2 separate regions of the Canis lupus genome follow, and region 1 is linked to region 2. A link is a contact called in public Hi-C data. All regions are on one chromosome and are shown on one strand. The core of a region is the stretch at or near the end of the contact, and the rest is flanking DNA. Distances in the headings are between cores, read along the strand shown.

What was found. A called contact is a pair of places that touch in the nucleus more often than the background predicts.
Region 1: a contact with region 2 is called in a Hi-C map of blood, with 4 times the contacts expected there. The contact joins two enhancer-like sites. A contact is called at or near these places in 2 of 9 Hi-C or Micro-C datasets (both in blood).

What each region holds. Positions count from the first base shown.
Region 1 is chr11:68,306,535-68,310,650 of UU_Cfam_GSD_1.0, reverse strand. All of the region lies in intron 18 of RGS3 (regulator of G-protein signaling 3), which reads right to left. Among named protein-coding and RNA genes, the nearest start is that of RGS3, 99 kb to the right of the region's middle. Within about 2 kb of position 1,305, at least 4 of the 20 cell types and tissues checked have an H3K27ac peak or open chromatin away from gene starts, as enhancers often do. A contact at or near this core is called in blood, where this site is marked.
Region 2 is chr11:68,261,550-68,265,482 of UU_Cfam_GSD_1.0, reverse strand. It overlaps RGS3 (regulator of G-protein signaling 3), which reads right to left. Exons shown (of 24, transcript XM_038553190.1): 16 at 2,678-2,789. Among named protein-coding and RNA genes, the nearest start is that of RGS3, 53 kb to the right of the region's middle. Within about 2 kb of position 1,727, at least 6 of the 20 cell types and tissues checked have an H3K27ac peak or open chromatin away from gene starts, as enhancers often do. A contact at or near this core is called in blood, where this site is marked.

The DNA of each region.
Region 1 (4,116 bases), core at 56-2,555, 46 kb before region 2:
CTTCTGGGTCAAAGCTGCTCTGGGCAGTGTGAGCAGGATGTGGGGGTGGGGAAGGACCACAGTGACACGCACGCACACTGACATACACGCATTCGTTGGGTCTCCGGGTACCGAGTGAAACCCTGAACCTGTCACACACAATCCCTGCCCCTCCATTGAGCAGAAAAAAACCCAGGCTGGACCACTGGTCTTAACGCATGAGGTCTTAATGCTCAGACGGAGGAGGAGGTACAGGTGGCTGGTAACACCCAGTTAGCTTTGCAACAGGTTGGGGTGATAAGAATCCAGCCCCGGTGCCCCGGAGAGATGAGCCTGCTGGCCCAGGGCCTTGGGTCCGGAGAGCTCGGGCAGCCGCCCCCTTCCTGTGGGGAGTCTGTCTCTCTCCCATCCATCATTTCTTTGGCTTGGCTGGCGCAGTGTTAATTCTGTCCATGTCTTGCCTGCTAGAAGCACAGAGGAAATGAGCCAGGCCCTCTAAATGAAGCTGCTGTTTCAGATCTAATCAAATTCTGCCCCCAGTCCAATCCAGGGCTCAGACTAGGCCGGGAAGGGGTGGCAGGAAGGACTCCCAGATCATCTTCTGGGTCCCAGACTCCTCCCTCACTCCTACCAACCCGCTATTGGAGTTTGGGGTGGCAGTGGGCTGCTGGAAGTGACTGGCCCAATGTCACACAGCTACTAAATGTGGAACCAGGTCTCCTGACCCCCGAGTCAACCTGCAGCTCTCACCCTGAGATGACTCATCACATCCACCACAGATGCTGGGCTCTGCATCTGCCCTCAAAAACCACTTCCTGCATGGAGAGGGGGGAGGGGGTGTGAGCTGGGATTTGCCTTTGTCTCTGGGTGGCCCTTACACAGCTAGCATTTTACAGATCGAGCACGGGACCTAAAGCCAGAAGGCCTGCGCTGGAATCCGCGCTCCATCATTTGCTTGCTAGCTGTGTGTCAGGCTATCACTTCTGGTTTCCTCTGCCATGAAGTGAGGACACTTCCTACTTCCTGCTGCTGCCGCCACCACCCCCCTGCTTCCAGAGGGCCGAGGGGACCAAGTCTGAGGAAGGGCAGGAAAGCGCTCTGCAAACTGGAAAGTGGCTGGAGAAAGGGAGAGGCTGTTAGAATCCCTGCCCAGCGCCCGACCTCCAGGCTTGACTTCTGAGATGGGGTCACCCCTTCAAGTCTGGCATGCTCTGGGTTCCCGAGCAGCTCCCTGGCCTCTGGGTCCCCAGGGTGATGCTGCCTGGCCCCAGGTTCCCCAGGAACCTCAGCTGCCTGGCCAACACTTAGCTCCCCCGGCGCAGCTTGGTCCAGTTCCTGGGCCTGATTTCTTGACCCCCAGGCTGGAGCTACCCCCTGCCTCTGCCTGCCAGCTCAGAGCCTCCGAGCCTCCTCCCGAGCCTCCTCCGGGCTGTTGTCCTCCTCTGCCCCCAACACGACAGGTCTGACCCAGAACACGGGGCGGGGACAGCACTTTACAGGGGGAGAGCTCTGGAGGCTGCCCCCTCCAACTGGCTAGGTGACCTGAGGTAGAGCCTTTATGAGCCCCTGTTCCATCAGCCATAACACGGGGTTCAGACCAGCCCCCCAGGGCGGTGGCAGGGTGCTGAGCTGACGTGCACCCAGAGCTCGGCACCACATGGGCACTCCAACGGCAGCCGGCACCACCGCAGCACCACCGCAGCACAGCCCACCTGGACCTCTCCCTCCCTGGATCTCCTCCCACCGGAAAGGTGACCCCTCTTCAGCAGGTCACCGGCCTCCAGGCCTGTCCCAGGTCCCCGCCTGTCTCGGTCCTCCGCACTCCCTTGGGCACCTGTCCACTCCCGGGGCTACAGTCACCATCTGCACTGTCTGGCCACCGCCCAGTCCACACTGCCAGCCCCGACCTGGCTCCTGAGTCTAGACCCCAGAGGCAAGTGTTCACCAAGTACTCAGAAGACGGCGCTGCCCCCAAATACTGTCCTTGGTTCTGTGGGTAAAACAGGAAACACGAAAGACACGATCCCTGTCCCGGTGGAGCTTCGAGGCCAGCGAGGAAGGGTGGACACAAGCCACGACGTCGCCCACAGAAACACGTAATGGATACAAAGCACGGCTGGTGATGGGCAGGAAAACCATAAGGTGTGGCGGGAGAGAACACAGTGGCATGTGGGAAAGGCCACTCTGAGATGACACTGAGCCCCAGATCTGCTCGGTGGGCAGGGCAGCCAGCACACTGGTGGGACAGGGGGCATAGACAGGGACCCCGCTCTGCACATCCCGCCAGTGCCCTCAGCTCAACGTGCCCCAAGCTGAAAGCGAGCCCATCCATGATGCCACACCAGCTGCAAGGCAGGCAGCCGGGTATCATCCTCTCTCACTGTCCCTTCACTGCCACCAAGCCCCCCAACTCCAGCCGGTCACCAAAGCCTCCTGATTGTCCCTTGGAAAATCTGCAAAATCATTCCACTGGGGCAGGTGATGCCAAGTGTGGGGACTGGGGAACTCTACATACTTTCCTCTCGATCCCTAAAACTGCTCTAAAAACAAGGTTGATTAACTTAGAAATAAAACAATCTCTCCACTCCTTCCATCTCCACTCCTGCACCACCTCCCTCCAGACGCGGTCGTCATCTCCCATCAGTCGTCATCTCCCATCGGAATTGCCGCAGACTTCCCGGAGGCAGCTCAGGCCCCTCTGATGCCTTTTAGGCACATCTGACCCTGCCACTCCTCTGCCTCAAGCCCTGTCAAGACTCCCCAGTGCCCTCTCGGTGAAGTCCAAATTCTGTAGCCCTGAGAGGGTCTCTGTTCTGTCTCCCTTTGGCCTCACCTCTCAGCACTCCCCATCTTAAGTGTTTGATGTGGGATGAATGAATGAATGAATGAATGGGCAATCCAGTGACCACAGGACCCCCTAGGCGCTCAGTACCTAAAGGGTGGCCCCTGAACCAGCAGGCACAATAGCGTCTGGAAGCCCACACGAAATATAAAATCTTAGCCTGCAATCCACAGCTACTGGATCAGAGTCTGTACTTTACCAAGATTCCAAGAGATTAATTCGCACGTTAAAAATAGCACCGATCCAGACTATTGGTTCTCAAAAGAGAGGTACACTTTAGAATCACCGGTGGAGCATTTTAAAAATATCACTATCTGGGCCCAACTCCAGATCTTACTGGATAAGTTGCCCCAAGAGTAGGGCTGGCATCTCGGCTTTTTTCTGACTCCCCAGATAATTCTGGGGGGACAGCCCCAGTTAACGGATAAGGTGAGCGAGGCCCGGAGAGGGGAGGTGATGTGCCCAAGGTCATACAACAGAATCAGCACATGAATGCAGACCAGAACCTAGGGCAGCATGGATTGCAACACCCGGCACTCCCTCTCTAACAGGAAGCCCGTGCAGAAGAGGCATGGCCTCAGCAGCCCCTGGTCCCCCACATAAGATGCTGGCAGGCTCGCTGCACTCCGCTACCTACACAGGCTTCCCATACACAGAGGCCCGAGGGCAGGAGAGACAGCAAGGAGCGATGTGAATGCAGATGGAAATTCTCCGTCCCTAAAGAATTCCACAACTACTCCGGGTCCATGGGGGACTCAGGAGGGCAACACATCACAGTGGGGAGCGTACCGTACCCATTGCCTGGAAGCAAGACCGAGGTGCAGAGGAGAGCAGCAGCTCTCCCAGTTCACAAACTGTGGGCACAAAGCCAAGGACAGCCTGTCCTAGACGCATGGAAGAGGAACCCACGAGGACTGAGAAGTGAGGAGATCCCTCTTCGAAGCTTCCCTACTCTTGGCACTGCCACCTGGGACAGCCAGAAGGACACGTCCTCAGGCCTGGCCTTGGGAGCTTCCCGGGCTGCCCCCCAACACCGTCCTGGATGCCCAACTTCTCGCCGGGCAGGGAAAGCAGCTCCCAAGGTGCGAGTTTCCAGGACCAAGCTCCCCTATGACCATCTTGCTAAGCTCCTTCTCTCGGGTCCCAGATGCCCCTGCTCCAGTGCACATGGGGGCCTGGACGGGGAGCCCCCACAACCCAAAGACCCCTTCCACTTCTCAGCTCTCTTCTCTTCTCTTCTCTTCTGCAAGGCACGGAGGTGGACGGCAGGGCTGCTGCTGTCCCCGTTGGGACTG
Region 2 (3,933 bases), core at 478-2,977:
GGCAAGTCACACACGGCAGTCATTGCTCCCTGGGTGGCATAGGGTCCCCCCTGCTAGGAAAAGCCCTTGTCAGCCCCAGCCCGTAGGAAAGGCAGGGTGTGCTCCTTATTACCATCCTCTTTGCCCCAAACTGAACTTTCTATGCATGTTGACACACCTGGGAGGCATGAGCAACATTAATCAGAGGCCATTCTGTTAATAGAAGCTCCAGCCGAGGCCCCAGATGGATCTCTTAAAAGCCTCACCCAGGCCCTCGCTGCTGCAGTGGGAGATGGGCTGGAGGCCAGGTGCCAGGACTCAGGACCCTGGGTCCCACAGCCCCAACTCCAACTGCAGGAGAAGGGGACACTGGATTTCTGTGAGCCCTGGGAACCACAAGCCTGTCTCAGGGGAGTGGAGGCAGGGGGAGGAGGGAGGGGCTCCACCAACGTCTGGAGGAAAATCTAAGAGATGAGACATGCACCTGTGTGCTCAGTGTCACCGAAACTTGTCCCTGGAGAGCCATGTTCACTGTTTGCTGGAGAAGGGGCTGGAGAAGGGCAAGACAACACGTCTACACCAAACCACCTGCACCAAACCGTCACAGCAAGTCCAGAATACGTGAACACTCACACACACACACCTCGACACCCATGCCAAGCCAGCAGGCTCTGCTGGCCGTGGTCCTCTCTCCTGAGGGGTGCCAGCCTTGGCCACCCTCAGCCTACCATCTATCTGCAGGGAGAGGATGTGGGCTCTAGCTCAAGGAAGCCATGTCTGCACAAGGCTATTGCTCACAAGAGCTCAGCATCTGGAAGGTCCTCTGCAACACCTGAGGCCCCACACCACCCACTCGGACCAGCCACCACCCAGTGGAAGACGGAGCTCACCCAGACTCTAACTTCAAGGCTTGGGTCTGAGGGCTCCAGGAGGGGAAGAGCCAACCAATCCCCAGCCGAGCACCCCCAGCCCACCCCAAGGGGTGGAGGCAGGATGTTTGGGCACCATCTACCATCTCACAGCAACCTCCTGTCAGGGCACGTCAGGGCTGGGAAAGACCATCAAGGATGGGTCCAACCCATCCTTCACAGTCTGAGACACCAGAGTCCAGAAAAGGGAGCCGGCCAGCTGAAGTCACAGAGCACGTTAGCAGCGAAGCAGAGCCCAGACCCCAAACTCCCAGCTCTGACCCTCTGCTCTTCCACGGCCTCTTCTCTCCCACTCCAGTCCCATCACAAAGCATGGCCAGTTTGAGCCTCTCTTCTTTCCCCTCCCCTCTTCTAGCAGGAGGCTGAGCAGATGAGCATCCAGGGCTCATGGCCCCAGACCTGGGTGAGGAGCATGATGAGCACAACTGAGTAAAGGTCTGGGTCTTATAATCAGCCTGTGCATCTTATCGGGCTCCCCATCCCTGACTGGGTCCTGATTGTCTGAGGCGGGGTATGCGTGCAGGGGGGTGGCAGGGCTGGGAGAAGGGGGTGGAGGGGTGAGCAGGGGAAGCTGGGTCTGAGGGAAACAGGGCGGGGCAGGGAAGCCCTGGGCAGAGTCTGCCGGAGCTCTCACCTGCTCCCCCCCCCCCCCCCCCCCCCCCCCCCGCAGGCCCTGGGGAGCCAGGGTGGGAGCTGCTGCAGCGGAGCTTACTCAGAAGGCTGCCTGCGGCCACCCTGCAAGAGGAGCTGGCCCAGAGACAGGTGACCTGCTTCTCCCCACTCAGGGGCGGCCCTGCTCAGTGGGCAGGAGAAAGCTCGAGGCAGAGAAGGAGAAGTTGTAAGTGACTTCCTGTGGGGCGGCCGAGGGGAGGTTCTCACACTCCCTGGGTTCCTGAGGAGGAGGAGGAACCGTGCACAGGAACACAGGACGGCTCTGCAAACAGGCAGGAAGTTCTCCTGGAGCAAAACCCGTCAAAACAGAATTCTTTCGCAGGGTAATATTTTCCTCTCTGCCCCTGTCGCCCGTGCTCAAACAGGTCTGTTGTTGTTTTCATAATCTGGGAGAGGAAATCAAGCCCCTTTCAGCAGGGACTTTAGGCGCCAAACCAAACCGCTCAACAGATACTCCCAGCTGGCTTCCCGTTCCCGAGTGGAGGAGGCCCGATGGAAAGTTTGCAGGGGACCTTGGCTCCACGGTCCCCCGGGACCCCTGCTCCCCGGGCCCCAGCCTGGGCCATGTGACTGGGTGCAGAAGGAGCAGTGCTCTCCTGTCCGGGATGTGCGTGGCGAGTGGGGCAGCAGGCAGCGAGCACCGGGCACCTGGTGTGGGCCGGGCCCCTGCATATGACCTTACTAAATCTGCACAACAACCTACCGGCAGCCCCACTTACACGTGAGCCCCCAGGCTCAAAGAGGTTGGAGTAGAACGTGCCCAAGATCACAGGCAGTGAGCGGCAGGGCCGAGATCTAAGCACAGGTCTGTGTGAGCCCAAAGCTCTTCCCACTCCACGGCCTCCCTGAAACGTGTCTGGACCAGAAACCTCCCAGCAGAGCTCAGGGCATACGGCCTAGGATGAAACGCCAGTGTCGCGGAGCCTAGCAGCCCAGGGGCAGGACTGGCCCCAACCCCACGTGCTCAGATGCCCCACTGATGGCTGGCAGCCCGCCTGGCAGCCGGGTCAAATCCAAACTGTGCATCTGTACGGCCCAGAGTAGCGGGACTCAGGGCAAGCAGGATGGAGTCCAGGGCACCTGGGGCACGCACTTACCTTCCTGCAGCTTCACGCTCTGGAGGTAGAGGGGGTTCCTCAGGACGTTGCAGCGTCCCGGCTCATCTTCCTTGGTGAAGAGCAGCAGGTCCGAGTAGGCAAACAGCGTCACCTGCATCCCAAGAGAGCAAACAGAACCGGCTGCTCTGCTGCCCCAGAGCCCGGGAGCCACGGTCTCCCTGGGAGGCCGGGGTAAGGAGTCTTGGTCATCTCGGGCAGAACTAGGATCAGACTCTCAGTGTGGCCTTGGCCAAGGACAGAGATGTGATCTACAATCAGGACTTCCCTTTGGTCTAGAGTTTTCTACACCTCTAACTCTTTATCATGGGGAGGGGGTAGGGAAATAGGATAAAACACGACCCTCACCTTCCACGGCAGGTGACCCCTGCAGGCCTCTCCACCTCCACAGCCCAACCCCCGCCAGGCCATCTTTCTGACTACAGGCCCCTGGAATCTTCAGCCCAGCGCTGCTGGCTTGGCGCCACTCGGGAGCTGCGGGATGTTGGCACAATTGCTTGTATTCTCCTCTAAATGTCTGGCTAAAAGAGCGCTGCACTTGGAGTCAGAAGTCACAAGGCTCTCCACTAAGGAGCCATGAAAACCTGGTTAGGGTCCCCAGAGCTGATGCTTCAGTTTTCTCATCTGTACAGACAGGGGAGTGTCCCTGCCCAGGTCCCTCACAGGCTTCTTTCACGAGCCCTGTGTAGACTGAATTGAAGCATCATGCAGTGTGAGGTCTTATGATCACATTCTTCGAGGATGATTTTAACTACATTAACACATAATCAGTTCAAGAGAAAGCCAGCTACTTACGCTCTAATACAGACATGTATGTGACTTTTATCTCTTTTATGCGCTAGCTGTTCCAAAAATAAAAGGAGAAAGCTATTTTTAGACATTATAGGTAAACCAACAGGCATGCTCAGCATAGTTTCGTGCTAAAAAAAAACTACTTGATCCCCTAATGCCACTAAAGATTACACTGTTCTTTGCTTTGTAAGCCTTGCAGCAGCTCTTAGTTAAAAGCAATAAAATCCAATTTTAGATTCTCCAAAGAAAACAAAATGTTATTAATTATGTGAACTTCCCTTTGAGGTATCAAAACCTTGACACCTTATCTCTTCTGAGGTAGGAGGAGTTACCCAGAAGGCTTGGCGTGCACCCTCAAAGGCCACAGCGAGTATGCTCGGGGTGATTGCTGAAGTTTAAGAAAGTCAACATGTTGACATTTAGCTATCAGACTGTTAAAGATGACG